Regions from separate parts of the Gossypium arboreum genome. Here region 1 is linked to region 2. Evidence: chromatin contacts called from public Hi-C data. All regions are on one chromosome and are shown on one strand. Each heading gives the region's core, a stretch centred on a gene start, on an enhancer-like site or on the middle of the called end of the contact. The rest is flanking DNA. Distances are from core to core; before and after follow the strand shown.

Region 1 (4,158 bases), core at 413-2,912, 560 kb before region 2:
ATAAATAATGGGTTCAATTAACATACCATTGTGATCCTTCCTTTACATTTCCAATAGTAAATACTTCCAGTGATTCTGAATGGATTTGCTTGTGCTGCATTTCTTGTCCATAATAATTTACTGGAAGCAATAGAAAAACACAAATCGCAGCAGCAATGATGAATATCCGAATACTGTAAAGAACAGGAGGAAAATTGCAGTGCAGTTAGTAAACCAGCAGAAGAAAAAATAGACACTGACCATAGACACTGACCATCCATAATTGAATTATGAAAGCACTTTAAAAGATGTTTGGATATAATTGCAAGCATAAACTTTTGGAGAAACTTAGTAGCAAAATTTTCCCTCAGAAAATTGGAAGAAATCAAAATTTTCCATCTGGAGAAACTTAATCACCTGAAAACAACTATTCTCAAGAAAACTAGAGCATCCACACCACCAGCAGCCAATATTTCTTCATTGGTCGCTTGCCAGGCCCTCACGATCCAACTAGCAGAGGGAACAAGTCTCTCAAAGTGAAAAGGATCACTATGCTTTATTGGTTCTGAAATAAGCCTCCGCATGAAATACACACTAACATTGCTCGGTTGTTTCCTCAGTATGGAATACAAAGACAAAAGCACAACACATATAGCTATATTGATTCCGGCAGAAGTTAAAAGAGCTCCAATGTCCATCTCAGTTCCCTCTAACCTTTTATTCAAGCTTAAGAAATTCAATAACTAAAGCACTGAACCGAGAAAGGACATGTCAATATTACTTCCAATTTGCTCAAAACAGAGTTCTTTTGATGACTACTAATGCAGAAAGTAGTTTGGCTCAATCTGACACAGAATCAAGTGCTGCAAAATGGATCTGGGAATTTTCATAGTTCAGAAACCAAAATTTAAAACCATTCTCATAGATCAAATCTCAAAAATAAAAAATAGAAAATACTTCAATAAAATTTCAAGTAAGAAAAACAATGCTTAAACTAAACGCAGACGAAAAACATCATCAAACTTTAAAAAATTAAAAAACCCCTAAATAAAAGTTGTTTTTAACTCTAATTTCCTTTCTAATAGAGCTACCGAAAATTTTAAACTATCTTTTTCCTACCTGACTAAATTTCCAAACCATTTCTTCTTCTTTTTCCTTTCGATGAATCTCTATAGTTCCAAGACAAAAGATTATACAAAAACTCAAGTAAAAAAAAATAAAATAAAAATTGCTCCTAACAATTAGTTCAAGAAGGAAACTCAAACGAAATTAAATCAATTTAGTTAAACAACCTAGGAAAAAAATAAAGATTAAATAAACTGAAAGTACCTGGGCAAATATCAGAGGCCAAAAAAAGCGTAAGAACTTTGAAAAGGTTCCCAACGCAAAGAGATTCTGAAGCAAAATGGTTGGCTTAAAAAAGTAGGGAACTAAATACATAAGAAAATTGTGAGTTATCACTTGTACGCCAAATGCTATGCTTTTCCTTCATCTTCAAATAAAAACAAAAATAAAATTCGACCAATTTGCTGACAGAGAAAGAAATAAAGAGCCTTAATTCGGAAATAAATTTTTATAAAAGATTGTATTATCTTCAAGGAATTTCATTTATTGAAAAAAAAAATTAGTTCATACACACGCAAAAAAAGAGTTTATAGTTTTTCTATTAGGGAAGAAGATTCCAGCGAATGCCACGTGTAAAGAGTCATTTTATTAGTAATAATTATATTATTTAATAAAAATAATGACAAACATGTAAAAAAGAGCAATGATTTTCTTACCACGACAACGACGGAAGCGCCACGTGGCCAACAATAAGGTAACGGTACAAAAATGTGGGATCCTACTTACTCCATGTACAACCGCCATATCTGCTACAGTTTTTTCTAGTTGGCTGGCTTCACGCCAGTTTGTGGATTTTATTATCGTGCTTCCCGACCTATTTTATTTGAAGTGGAGTTGCGGTCGGTGACCAATGACAATCGTTGATTTTTTCACAAGTTCAAAAGTTTTAAGAGTTTAATGAAATTTCTTTTAAAAAAATTGGGGTTTTATGAGATTAATTTAAATTTTCAAATATTTTAAGTTATTTTAATTATTTTTTAAAATTTAAAAGGTATAATAAGAATTTTAAAATTTGAAGAGTTTAATTCAAATTTTTAAAAACTTCAAGAGAAAAATAAAATTTTATAAAAAGTTGAAGGCTTAATTAAAATTTTCTAAAATTTCAATGAAAAATCATAATTTTTCAATTCCTTTTGGGAGGCCCCTTAAACCCTTTAAACAGCCAGCCTATGTATCTATACTTGTTGTCTATAATTGTAGTTGCATTAAACTCTTTATTAACTTAGTATAACGAGTTAATTAGAAATTAATTTAATTAAAAATTTATTAAAATGTCTTTAATATAAAATAAAAATATTAATACAAAGAATCAATTTAATTGAAAATTTGTTAAAATAATTTTTGTATACAAATTATTAATTATTAATGTAAACGTGTTCGTCTTTTTATTTTGGGTAAACTACACAATAATCACTCAATTATAAAAAAATTAATTTTAGGCCCCAAAAGAATTTACAATTTAATCATTCACGTTATATAATTTAGTCATGTTGGTCACTTCCATTAAAATCACAAACAACAAGTTGATGTGATTTATAAAAAAATTAGTATAATAATAAATTTAGCCCTCAACTTTTATATATTATATCGATTTACTCATAATTTTAAGGTTAATTTTTAAAATTATGATTAAATCGATATAATATGTAAAAGTTGAAGGAAAAATTTGTTATTATATTGAATCTTTTAACTGCTACATTAGCTTGCCGTTTTGTAATTTTAACGAGAGTAATCGAACTATATAACGTGGGTGCTCAAATTATAAACTTTTTTATTTTGGGTGTCTAAAATGAAATTGTATGTAATTTATTTTTTTAAAATAAAATCATATTATGGTGAGTTCACATGCAAAGTTTGAAAGCATAATTTGATATTTATTTCAAAATTTAAAATAATTATATTTGTACGAGTTTTCCGGATCTGTTTTAATAGAAACTCAATTATGCCGAACTTGTCTATACGAGTGGGTGTTTGTGAGGGTATAGTGTTGGAGTTGGTAAATTTTGATTAGTTAAGAAAAGGAATTACGTTCCAATATATATGGTAGGTAAATGCAAGTATAGAATAAAACCGCCTAACTACCTTCAAATCTACTAATTCCAGCTAACAATACACGGAACTTCCCCCACTCAAGATGGAGAAGGCCCACCTTCAGAATCTAAGGAAGGCCTTACAACTTGTCATCCAACTTTAAGCTTTCAATTTCGGTCATTAATATTTAAAAATTTTAGTGACTGAGGAAGTCATTTTTTCGTTGGACTAATAATAAATTTAATTTCCTAATATTTATATATTTTATTAATTTAATTTTAAATTTATAAATTTAACAAATTTAGTCCTGAATATTTACAAAATATATTATTTAAAAAAAAGAAAAATAGTTAAAATATTTTAATTTTCTTTCTATAACTTAGCAATTCAAGTCACTCTAAATCAAGCGATTTAAGCTCATCGGCTCGTCTCTATCATGGACTTGACTTCTTTCAATGAGCGAATCACATTGGCTTGGAACGATTTCTTGGAGCTCTACCATGACCCCATTCTACATCTTAACCGATGAAAGTGCAGTAGCAACCCATTAAATGTTCAAAGCTGGTTAAGTGTTGCAACCATCAAACCTACCGAAATGGCTTCATTGACTTCAACTTGGTCTCTCATTTACAAAACTTAACACCCATGTTACCCAACTTTTCCAAATTGATTAGCAATTCCCAAGCCATAAATAAGCTGCACAGTTAAACATTGACATTGTGGTGGCTCAAGACGGTTTCGACAACTTCAATACTATATCCGAGGCAGTGGTAGAAAGAACTGTAATATACGTAAAAGCTGGAGTTTACAATAAAAATGTTGATATTCAAAGATAAGCTAGAAATATTCTGTTACTCGGAGATGGAATTGGTGCCAGGTTGTTACTGGTAATAAGAATGCTTAAACTACGACAACATTTTTGGTGGCTTGTAAACATGTTTAACTATGTTTAAAAAAATCTAAAACCATATAATTTATCATTTATTTTTTCTTTTTAAATTTTTAAAATCATTTTATAAAATT
Region 2 (4,362 bases), core at 1,570-4,069:
AATCGAGGTTTTTTTTAGTGATTTTATCTGTTGGATCACCGATCTAATTTAATAAAATTAGCCACCACAATTCAAGAAAGCCCGTGAAATGTCAATCTACCCATTCCGAGCCAGGTACCTACTAGTTTGCCGTTAGATATAATGGCGATTTGCATATTTAGACCATGTTTTATATAATTAATAGTGTTGTAAAAATTATTATATATTTTTATATTTATATCAATACTAGACGATTCAATCATCTATACCAATGTTTTTATCTTTACATATATAATATTTATTAGTTTAACTTTTAGTTTCTTTGTAAATTATTATGTTATATATAAATAAAAGATATCTCAATTATATACATATAAAACATAAATTTTAAAATTATTAATTAGATTTATTAACTTAAGTTAATAATTATATATTAAATTCAAATGTAAGATAAAAAAGGTTTTAAGTTTAAAAAATTAAAATTTTCTACCACAGGCGGATCAACGGGTATTGGCTGAAACGGACCCAGAAAATCATATATCTGTATTAAGAAGTAAAGGGAAGTTTCTAGAAAAGATGCAAAGGTAGAACAAATCATAAATCCTCAATCTTTATCAACGCGAACGCATACTCACAATTTATAAGCTCAATCCCTTAAATAAGAAAACAAATAAATGCTAGAATCTATATCCACCAGAAAGCAAAGAATATGATTCATTCCAAGGTCCATCTTCCAGACATGTATAAATTAACTTCTCATCACAGTTGAGTATTCAAAGACCAAAAGTCTATAAAGTCAAAGAACATGTGTGATGGAAAGTCTAAACAGTGCAAAAACAAGACAAAAAACAACCAAATTTAGAAGAATTTTAATGACTATTCATGCAAAACTTTTTTTTTCCATGATAAAGCATAGTCTGCTAGGGGGACTTTGAATTCAACTTCTTGGTGCGTTTGACTAGAGGATGCATGCCCTTTACTACTTTCCGAACCTTTTTCACAGATTTAGCTTTCTTTACCTTCTTTGTCATAAGAGGCATTTCCCTTATAGGACCTGGAGGTAAACCTTTCTTAAGAGCACTTCCTCTAGGAATGACAGAGGGCGGTATTCTCAAGCTTAGTGGAGGTAAAGGGCTGTGGGGTTTCCAAACTATGTTGTTTTTCATTGAAAATCTTACCCTCTTTGTGCTGTTCTCGCAAGATTTTGCAGTTGCATCAATTTCATCCTCCCCTTGATTGGTTTCCTCCCCATTCTGAGATTTTTTGCCATCCATATGCTTTCCTCTCTTTCTCTTCTTGGAGACAGTACCATTGACTTTAGGCAAATCACAGGCACTTGCAACATCACTATTCAAGCCTACTTCTTCAGCAACCTTCTCAAACTGGAGCTGAAGGTTCGAAATCACTGATTCAGTAAATGTTATTGAATCACCTTCACCATTCTTCTCAATATTAGAAGTGGCACTTTCTGCTGGTACCATAACATTGTTCTCCTTATCTGCAGCTGTATATTTAGCATTGTTGTTTTTCTTGGTCTTTTTACCACTGTCCCCAGTTGATTTTTTCGCCTTCTTGCTCTTCTTTGAAGCCTTTCTGACAGAACCATTGCCATTAGCTTCAACCAGCTCTGAAGCACCATTAGAGATATTCAATTCCATCTCACTAGCAATAGGTACCAATTCAGGAACCTCATCTTCTTCATCCCCTTTATTACACTCGGGGATCGAAATATCAATACCCAATGATGTTAAATCCTTCTCTAGCTTCAAGAATTCTTCATGTACTCTTAACAGAATCTTTCTATTACCCTGACAGCAATCCACTGAAGAACCCAATTCATAAAACTTTTTAGAGAATCCCATCACCAAACCGATAATTCCCAACACAACTACATCATCACCTTGATCAACCTCCTCAATGGAGGTCTTAAGTTCCAACAATCTCCTTCCCATTTTAACAAACTCATCAAACACATTAATTCTAATCTTCCCAACCAAAATTTTATCACTCACTTTACCCATTATTCCAACAAATGTCTCCAATAAAATCTCAAGAACCTCCTTTTTAACCGGAAGAAAAGGCCTGAGTTCCTCGAGGAAAACCGAAGCAATGTGATAATTAACGCCATTCCCTTGAAACTTATCATCAGCTAAAAAGGTTCCATCAACTAAAACCCTAATCGAACGACGCGTAAAGTCCAAATCCCACGACCATCTCTTCAACATAGCGAAAAAGAAATGCAAGAACCTACGAATTAAGAGGTAAAACTTATCTAACCTTAGTTTGTCAATTCCAGTCCACTCGCGACGCATCGTAAGAAAAAAAACGGAGAAATATTGGAGAGATAGAGGCGGCTCGAGCTTTAGGACAACGGAAGAAAGCTTTTCGATGAGGTCGGACTGAACGGGTAGCTTGTCAGCGTGCCAAACGCAGAAGAAGAGACCTTTCCAGAGCCTCTTCATCTCTTCATCAGAGAGTTGGGTTTGTGAAGGAAGCCAAGTGTTGATGAGAGAGCGTACGGCTTTGTCTCGGGTCGACTTGTCGCAAGCCGCTAGTTGCTTTATGAGGCTCGGGCCTTCTCCAGTCATGTTGAGCCGATTCAAAAGCAATTGAAAATAGTTGGATTTCGATTGGAAAATAAATTGTTTGAAACTATTAGGAGAGAGAAGAGAAGACCGTCGGAATCGGAAGTTTCTTTCAGTTTTGCTGCTAAAAGAGAGTGAGCTTCAAAATGAAACCCTAAGGGTAGTTCTGAAAATAAAAACGCCAAACGGGCACGGATAAACGGGGGAAAATTAAAATTAAAATTAAAATATGAAAAGATGATCAAAAACGGTGAACTGGACTTACAGCTGCCCCACATTCTTTGCATTGCTCGTTCTTAAGCCATTGGCCCATTGCTTTAGGTAAGCAAATACATATTTTGGTAATTGAAGTTGATTTTTTTATTTAAATTAGTACATGAACTTAACTTTCTGGTCCAAATTAGTACTTATAGTAAATAAATCATTTGAACCAATTTAAACTATGAATCCAAATTCAAGTAACAATTTGAACTAAAAAGTTAAGCTTAGGTACCTAATTGGACCAAAAAAAGTTTAGGTATCAAATTGAACATTGGGGGGCCAACTTTAAATACCTACATGGACTAAAAAAAACTTAGGTACCAAATTAAACTTTGAAGACAAGTTTAGATACAAAATGAAGTATTTACCCTTTTAAAATTATTATTCCATACATTTATTATAAAGTTTTTCTAACTAAATTAAAAAAATTCACAATTTTTATATTATATTTATAAAAATGAAAGATAAATAATTAAGATATTTGACAAAATTTTTTAAAAAAATTCTACTTTCGGAATTTGAAAACCTACTCAAGTAATGTATGAAGTAATAATTTGTTTATTGAAGCTTTTTTTTTTTTTTTGAAAGTAGAACCGGCATAAATGCATTAAATTGGGGAAGGATCACAACGTTTGAAAAAATAGCTTCCTAATGAAACATGAGGCTACCCAAAGTTGCCATCTGTCATCACATGCACTACTAGCAATGGGCAGTGCCTCAAAGGAAAAACCCTAAAAACCTCAAAGGCGCCTTAAACATCCTAAAACTGAAAAACAATAGATCAATTTCCTAAAAAAACTAAAACAAAGAAAAAATCTGAAATGCCTACAATTTTTCCCCTTCCCTTCATCTTTGTTTTTGTTATGGAATAGTTTCAACGGCCTTTTTCATTTTCATATTTTCGTTATTACTGTTATTTCTTTTGTTTTGAACACTACGTTTTACTTCTGTTTTCATTCTCGTCATACGGTGTGTTTTAGCATTAGTTAAACGGTGTCTTTCAGTCAGTTGTTATTATTAGAGTGAGTCTATTATTTGGTTACCATTTATACCTGTAACTAAAGTTCAAAAACTGGTTATGAAAATTTGAATAAGAATTTCCAGTATTCTCTCTTTCTTTATGAAAATTTGAATAATAATTTCCAGTATTCTCTCTTTCTCTTTTCTCTCAATTTCTTTTCTTCTTTTTCTCTCTGTTTTCTACTATTCTAGATTCATTACATGAAAAATGTATCAGAGCTTTGTCAATCCTCATGGTCGTGGAGGGAGTGACTACAATGATGCAGAAGGAACTTGGAATGATGTAAGGAGAGCCTCAGCTGCAAATTGAATTTACTTAGTTAGATGCAAGGATTGATGCGCGTTTGAAGGACTTTCAGGAGGGAATTAAGTCTGAGGTTTGTTCAGAGGTATGATCTGAACTTCGATCCGAGATCTATTCTTTATTTGAACAATATTTTGGACAACGTCCTCCTATTACAGATACTGGTGTGATAACTAGTAAAGGGAAATGTACTTTATATTCTCCTCCTGGTTT

The links. A called contact is a pair of places that touch in the nucleus more often than the background predicts.
Region 1: a contact with region 2 is called in a Hi-C map of leaf, with 3 times the contacts expected there. The contact joins the promoter of LOC108483142 here to the promoter of LOC108480346 in region 2. A contact is called at or near these places in 2 of 5 Hi-C or Micro-C datasets (both in leaf).

What each region holds. Positions count from the first base shown.
Region 1 is chr1:84,462,155-84,466,312 of ASM2569848v2, reverse strand. LOC108483142 (CSC1-like protein At1g10090) reads right to left here and starts at 1,662. Exons shown (of 13, transcript XM_017786370.2): 1 at 1,309-1,662; 2 at 397-855; 3 at 27-173. The coding sequence starts at 677.
Region 2 is chr1:83,907,805-83,912,166 of ASM2569848v2, reverse strand. LOC108480346 reads right to left here and starts at 2,819. Exons shown (of 1, transcript XM_017783310.2): 1 at 669-2,819. The coding sequence starts at 2,567. The coding sequence ends at 900.